2 separate regions of the Capsicum annuum genome follow, and region 1 is linked to region 2. The links are chromatin contacts, called in public Hi-C maps. All regions are on one chromosome and are shown on one strand. Each heading gives the region's core, a stretch centred on a gene start, on an enhancer-like site or on the middle of the called end of the contact. The rest is flanking DNA. Distances are from core to core; before and after follow the strand shown. Region 1 has its middle 41 kb from the start of LOC107857113. Region 2 holds the start of LOC107857113 (polygalacturonase At1g48100).

Region 1 (3,274 bases), core at 112-2,611, 41 kb before region 2:
GACCGATCCGGTTGTTGGGTATAGAGCCAACACAAAGAGAATAATTGAGGACAATCGTGGTGGAGTGGAGGAAGGCGTAGGGGTGGTTAAGGGTTCTCAAAGAATTATATATATATATATATATATATATATATACTATTGGTAATACTAATACATTTGTGGTAGTGAAGCTGCAAAAGCAGATAGCTTGTAGACGACATACCTGTTTTAGCTGTTTTAAGTGTAATTTTACTTTATCATACCTAATTAATTATTACAAGTCACTTACGTATCATAAAATTAATAATATTGAATTAAAGTCTATTACTAATATATAAGTGGCACTAAAGCTGCTGAAGTAGGCAGTTTGTAGACGTCATGTCTGTTTTAGCTGCTTCAACCATAATTTTAGTATATCATACCTAATTGATTCTTACGAGTCATTTACGTATTATAAAATTAATAATATTTAATTAAAATCTATTATTATTATATAAGTGACACTGAAGTTGCTGAAGCAAGCAGCTTATGGACGACATGTCTGCTTCAGGCGCTTCAACCGTGATTTTAGCATATCATTTCTAATTAATTAATATAAGTCATTTACGTATTAAAAAATTAATAATATTAAATTAAAAAAAGTATAATAGAATAGATATAAAATGATAAATTAACTCTTGATGTTTTAAATTAACTTGGTGTCTTATATAAGTCCACTTAAATTTTTTCCACATGTATCTTTTATAATAATTTTATCATGTCACCAAATTAGTAGAATAGAAGAAAAAATATTATAAATTATAATAATTAAAATTTTAAATTATTTTTAAAAATATAATTGACTATTAATGTCACAAAAGTTTTCCTTCCTTCCAAATAATTATGAAAATCCCTTAAAGCAATTTCTTTCTCTTCTTTTCTGATACATTTCTGCTACATACCACATCCCACAAAAATAATACTCCCTCTATTTCATAATAAATGAATTTTTGAATTTTGATACACAAATTAAAAAACAAATATTAAAAACATAAATTTAACACAATTTTCTATTTTTACTCAAAAAGAAAAAGTTGACCTTGTAACACATTTTCAAAAGTTAATTGGTTGTCAAATCATAAGAGTATATTTGAAAAAAAATTCAATGATTCACTTATTTTGAAACACCAACAAATATCCCAACAATTTAACAATTCACTTATTTCAAAACGAGAGTATCTCGTAAGGGTAAGGGTGTGATGTAGGTTATATAATATCTACCCTGACACAAATAACATTGGCTAATTTGATGACTCAAATAGTAACCTATAAGTCACACTGATGTACATAGAATTTAATATTGAAGCTACATGATCTGCAAGAATACCAATCCAACTTGTTTGTAATAGAGTGAGTGGGCAAGGTCTTAAGAAGGCGCAACAACTTTGTTACTGTATGAGACATTATCTGTGTCAGTGGGCTAAAAACAAAACTCTTGCTACAATTCTACTTCATAAGAAATTTTATTTTATTTAGAGAAAATGATCTATTACCCTTTATTTTTAGTCGAAATTTTAACTATATACTCAATCTTTAAAGGTGATCTATTACCTCCTAAATTTATTTTCATCAAATTTATTATTCCCTCAGTTGCTGACATGTCAATGAATGTGACTACACCGTCCATGAGTGCGTCAACTGAGTCCACTTCACTTAAAATTCTTTATTTTTTGATTTCCACATCATTATTTTTAATAATATAATAAATATTTTAATTATTATTTTTTTTAATGAATTATAATTGTCACATCATGTCTTCTTCTTCTTCTTCTTCTTTTTCTCTTTTTTCAAAACAAAAATTCAAGAACTCATTAATGGAGTTCTTCATCTTTCTCATCTCCAAATTCTCATTAATGGTATTTTTTGATAATTTGAAAAATGTTATTACGGAAACCAAGAAACTCTTAAACTAAGGAAACAATAAGATTTCTTCGATTAATGAATTCTTGAATGAGGAATATGAGGAACTCCGATTCAAAAAACTTATAAAAATTCAAGAACTTCGATTTTCTCTCTTTTTGCTTAAGATCGTCATTAATGGCGAGTTTAAAGCTTTGAATTTCCACAATGCCATGTATAATTTTCAACATAACCCATGTATAATTTTTCAACCCATTTCTTCAATTTTCTCTATTTTTGCTCAAGATCCGCCATTAATGGCAAGCTCAAAGTTTTGAATTTCCACAATGGGAAAGAATTCGTCATTAATGACGATCTTGAACAAAAAGTGATGAAAAGCTTTGAGGAGCATTTATTTGCTATTACACACTCATTAATCCATTATTTCTTTCCCCAAGAATTCTTTTTTCGACCCAAGAAGATGAAATTGGGTTGAAGAAGAAAATGGAGCAAAATGAGAAAGGGAAAGAAAAGGAAAATAATAATGTTAAATAATTAATTTTTTAGAGTAAAAAAAGAAAAAATGACATGGTAATGACGTGGCAACGCGTGTATCACACCACATGTCAAAATGACTGGTTGTCAGTTTTTGAGGGGTAATAATTCCACTTAAAATAGTTTAGGGGTAACAATTTCACTTTAAAATAGTTCAGGAAAGTCATAGGGCCTCAGCAAAGTATAAGTGTGTAGTTGAGATTTGAGATAAAAGTTGGAGGGGCTTTTGACCATTTTCTCTTTTATTTATAAATATTTGAATTACTTTTTTTTAACCATAGAAACTTAATTTGCCAATTAAACAGAAGAAAAGATGTTAGAACAATATAATATGTTCTCAACTGGGTCTCCCACGGACTTTTAGAAAGTAATTAAGAATTCACATTAACAACTTATTGATAGAAAAGTTAAAACAAAAACAACAGTTAAGCCTGTAAATTCAGATGACATTATTCTCAGCTTGCTCGATTCAACTTCTATCAAGTTCATGCCCCTACTGCAATCCCAAAACTTCATTTCAATATAAGAATATATGGATCTATAAAAGAAATAACTTTAAAAATATGTAATCTTCAGTAGGCTAAACAAAAAAAAGTACTAATCAAAAGAGGCAAGTTCTTGCTTGGTATATTATTTGTATGAAGAGAAAAAACATAAAGTAACCATTGAATTTGTTCGAGATTTTCAAAAAGATACTTTAACTTTGTGAACGACTTACTACCCCCACAGAAGTTATAAAAACCATTATAAATTCACCATTTTAACCGATTTTATATTCAATCCTAGTCTAAGTTTAGGCGCGTGCAGATCACCTTTTTTTAATTAATTAATTTAATTTTTTAAACTTTTCTTTCATTTTTCT
Region 2 (3,460 bases), core at 960-3,459:
TCCTACTATCTCATGCAGGATTCTAAGATTTTAACTTTATCAATTCTGAATCCCAGAATTACAATTTCAAATATGAATGAATGAATGAGTTCAAGATTTAAGTTTTGTACATATTTAATGTATGTTTTTAACACACATTTACACAAGATTTGTGTCAAAATTTCAAAATGGTGAGCCCATATATGTGGTAAAACAAGGATAGCAAAATCAGTTCATGAACACATAACACGCTCAATCCACCTAAGTTTGACAAATTATTGACCCGCCTATTTCAGCCTTAAAAATTTGGATCGATATCTAATCCAAATTGACTCATGCAAACTTTTTAAAATAATTTGAAAAGACATTTATTTTAGTTGATCTGTTATGTATAACCATAATAAAGAAAAAAAATAATTTTATTAGGTATTATAAAAGAACAAATAAAACAATTTAAACTTTGTAATAATTGAACGGACAAATTAGTTTGACCTACATTTTAATCTATTTCAATCCAATTAACTTTTGAGGGGGCCATTTATTTATTTAATTTAATCCGACCCGCCCATTTGACACAACTTTATCCCTCACCTGATCACAAAACTTTTCTTGAAATAGTGCGAAAGGAGTGATCGATCGATGTGGAACTAAAGTATTTTGAGGACCACAAGAGAATTCATGCTTTCTATCTTCAATGATTACTTTACTAATCTGGTATCTTACACCAGTAAATTAGTAGAGTGACTAGTGCCTTAGGGAATATACTAAAATCAGGTCTTATTTTGAGATTGATCAGCACATTGTTTTATACTAACTTTTGAATTTGTTAAGCTGTAATGGTTTAGTCAATCGAACGATTAACATAAGACGAATCTGACCAACTCTGAGGAGAATCTTACTTTCTTAGTCACTAGTAGCACTATTTAATTTTTGAAATACTCGGGCTGTCTGGCAGTACCAACGTTAATCAGAACGTATCAATTAAATGTGGAATGTTTATGGTGCAACTAGTATTATCTTTACAAGTTTAGAAAAAGTAACTGTGACCAAAGTAGAATGGAAAAAAAATATAGACCAGGGGAAAAAGTGAAAGTTATGGGAATAACATGGGGTTAGCTAGCAGAAAGGGCTAGGTGAGAGGGTTATATATGTTTTTTTTTTGAAGTTAATGGCCATTCACCCACCACCACACGCACTCAAAGGTTTCTGGTTATTCCGTTTTACCTTTTTTCTCACAGCATGCGCTGCTTCCACATTCTCAAAAAAGGCCAATGTCTACTGTCTATATGCCCACTTTCCTCTAACACTATACTATTTGGTTTAACTAGAATTTGCGTTCTTGTAAGGTGTAGATACTAGTCTACTAGGGTGAATGTAACTTTTATCATTTCTGTTTTGATCTTCTTGTTGATAAAGTTATTAGTATATAGGTCTGCACCAGTGGAGACACATCCTTTCAATTGATGTTGTCCAACATCGCTTTGTCAAAAAATTAATTAGATATTGTATGCGCATGTACGTATATACTACTATAGGCGAATTCAAGATTTTTATTTTATGGGTTCAATCTTTTAACTCTTTTAGTATTTGACCTCTTTTTGGTAGTTATGGGTTTATATTTACTACTCCATCCTTCAATTTGTTTGTTGGGTTAATTTTGACTTAATGTGGAGTTTAAGAAGCTAAAAAAGATTTTTCAATCATGTAGTTTTAAACTAAAACTGTGTGTAATATACCAAAATGTCCTTTAATCTCAACGCCTTAAAAGTATCACGTGCAAAGTTAGGATTAAAAAGCCATCATAAAAGGAAAGAGACATTCGTTTTAAAATGTCTCTTTCCTTTTATCTCGCGTACTCTTAAACTAAAAATATGTAGAATGTACCAAAATATTCTTTAATCTCGTCATCTTAAAAGTGTCAAATGGAAAGTTAAGACTAAAAAGTTGTCATAAAAGGAAATAGACTTTAGTAAAACAAACAAATTGAAATGAAGTGATTGAGCGAATATTTGTTGTAATTTTAACGAATTTTTACACATAAAGTTATACTCAAAATTAATGCAAGGTAAACATAAGCTTAATTCAGATCGATGAAAGTAACTACGTCATTACAATAGGCTGATACCGCTTACTCAAAATCTTGGGAAAGACATACAGTACTGTAGGCATGTATGTAGCCATCTATATATAGGGGCACGTCAACCATGAGTACATGGCAAAGATAGATAAATGTGCTCAGCCTTTCGGCTTCTGCATGCACTAGTGCTGAAACACACAAACATTCACACTAACGCCCCTTTTCTTTTTACTAGTATTAATTTATGTGCAAGTTGACACAACATTGCCAGAAAATTCTCACCATAAAAACTCTTCTAAGGCTAAATTCCTTTCCACTTTCTGTACAACTCAGAGTCTTTTCCTTGAATTCTTGAAATTCCCTCATTCCTCAGTACCCAATTTGAAAGTAACGTTTCAGCACTATTACCACTGTAGTGTCATTTTCTATCTCTTCATTTAATTCGGCACTTAGAAAATCGAAATGGCATCGCTATCAACCAGTGCTGCGCCTTTGTCACTACTTGTTATATTTTACATGACAACTGCATTATTCATGAGTAGCCACGTCGTTACTGCTAGGTACCATCACCACGGACACCGCGGCCACCACAATAAGAAACAACACAAGCATAATTCCCACATATCATATCCGCCTTCAATTTCACCTGAGCCTTCTGATTCTCCCGTGGACATAGGGTTTTATGATGTGAGGTCTTTTGGGGCACAGGGTGATGGCATTGCGGATGACACTGAAGCTTTTAAGGCAGCATGGGATGCTGCTTGCCAAGTTGAGTCAGCGGTCATTCACGTCCCTGTTGGTTACTCTTTCATGATCCAATCCACTATTTTCACTGGTCCTTGTCAAAATGGTTTGGTGTTTCAGGTACTTAGTTAACACACACTTCTCCCTCAATTTTTGTGTTTGACTTGACACAAAATTTTTAGAAAGAAATACAGTAAGAATCTTTAATAAATATCGAAAATACCTTTAGCACTTTATGTGCATGTCATTAAGGGCATGAAGTTTAAAATTAAAAACTTTCAGGAGTTCTTTTTTAATATATTATAAATAAGAAAAAGTGTCACATAATTACATGAAGTAGATGGAGTATGTCTTATTATATTACTCCTTAGTCCTTTCTGCTTTTTTTTAAGTGGCACCAACTATTTGATCCTTCATACTATGCTTTAAAAACAATCGCATAAACGATAAATTTCTCGTTTTATTTTCAATTGGCATGCTTTTTGGATCACAAAAATCTCATGTATGATCATAAATTTCAAAAGTTTTTTCTGCCTTTAATTTTATCTCCTGTCAAACTATACCACATAAATTAAAAAGGATTAAGTAATTTATAAGGTGTACTAAAAAAAAAAGAGTGGTGAGGAATGTTTTTGGTTTATGTAACTGATGTTGTGTACC

The links. A called contact is a pair of places that touch in the nucleus more often than the background predicts.
Region 1: a Hi-C map of placenta shows a contact between it and region 2, with 2.1 times the contacts expected there. The contact joins the enhancer-like site here to the promoter of LOC107857113 in region 2. A contact is called at or near these places in 2 of 5 Hi-C or Micro-C datasets (bud and placenta).

What each region holds. Positions count from the first base shown.
Region 1 is chr1:157,686,313-157,689,586 of UCD10Xv1.1, reverse strand. No RefSeq gene overlaps it. Among protein-coding and RNA genes, the nearest start is that of LOC107857113, 41 kb to the right of the region's middle. Within about 2 kb of position 1,361, at least 4 of the 5 cell types and tissues checked have an H3K27ac peak or open chromatin away from gene starts, as enhancers often do.
Region 2 is chr1:157,645,795-157,649,254 of UCD10Xv1.1, reverse strand. LOC107857113 (polygalacturonase At1g48100) reads left to right here and starts at 2,209. Exons shown (of 5, transcript XM_016702057.2): 1 at 2,209-2,920. The coding sequence starts at 2,519.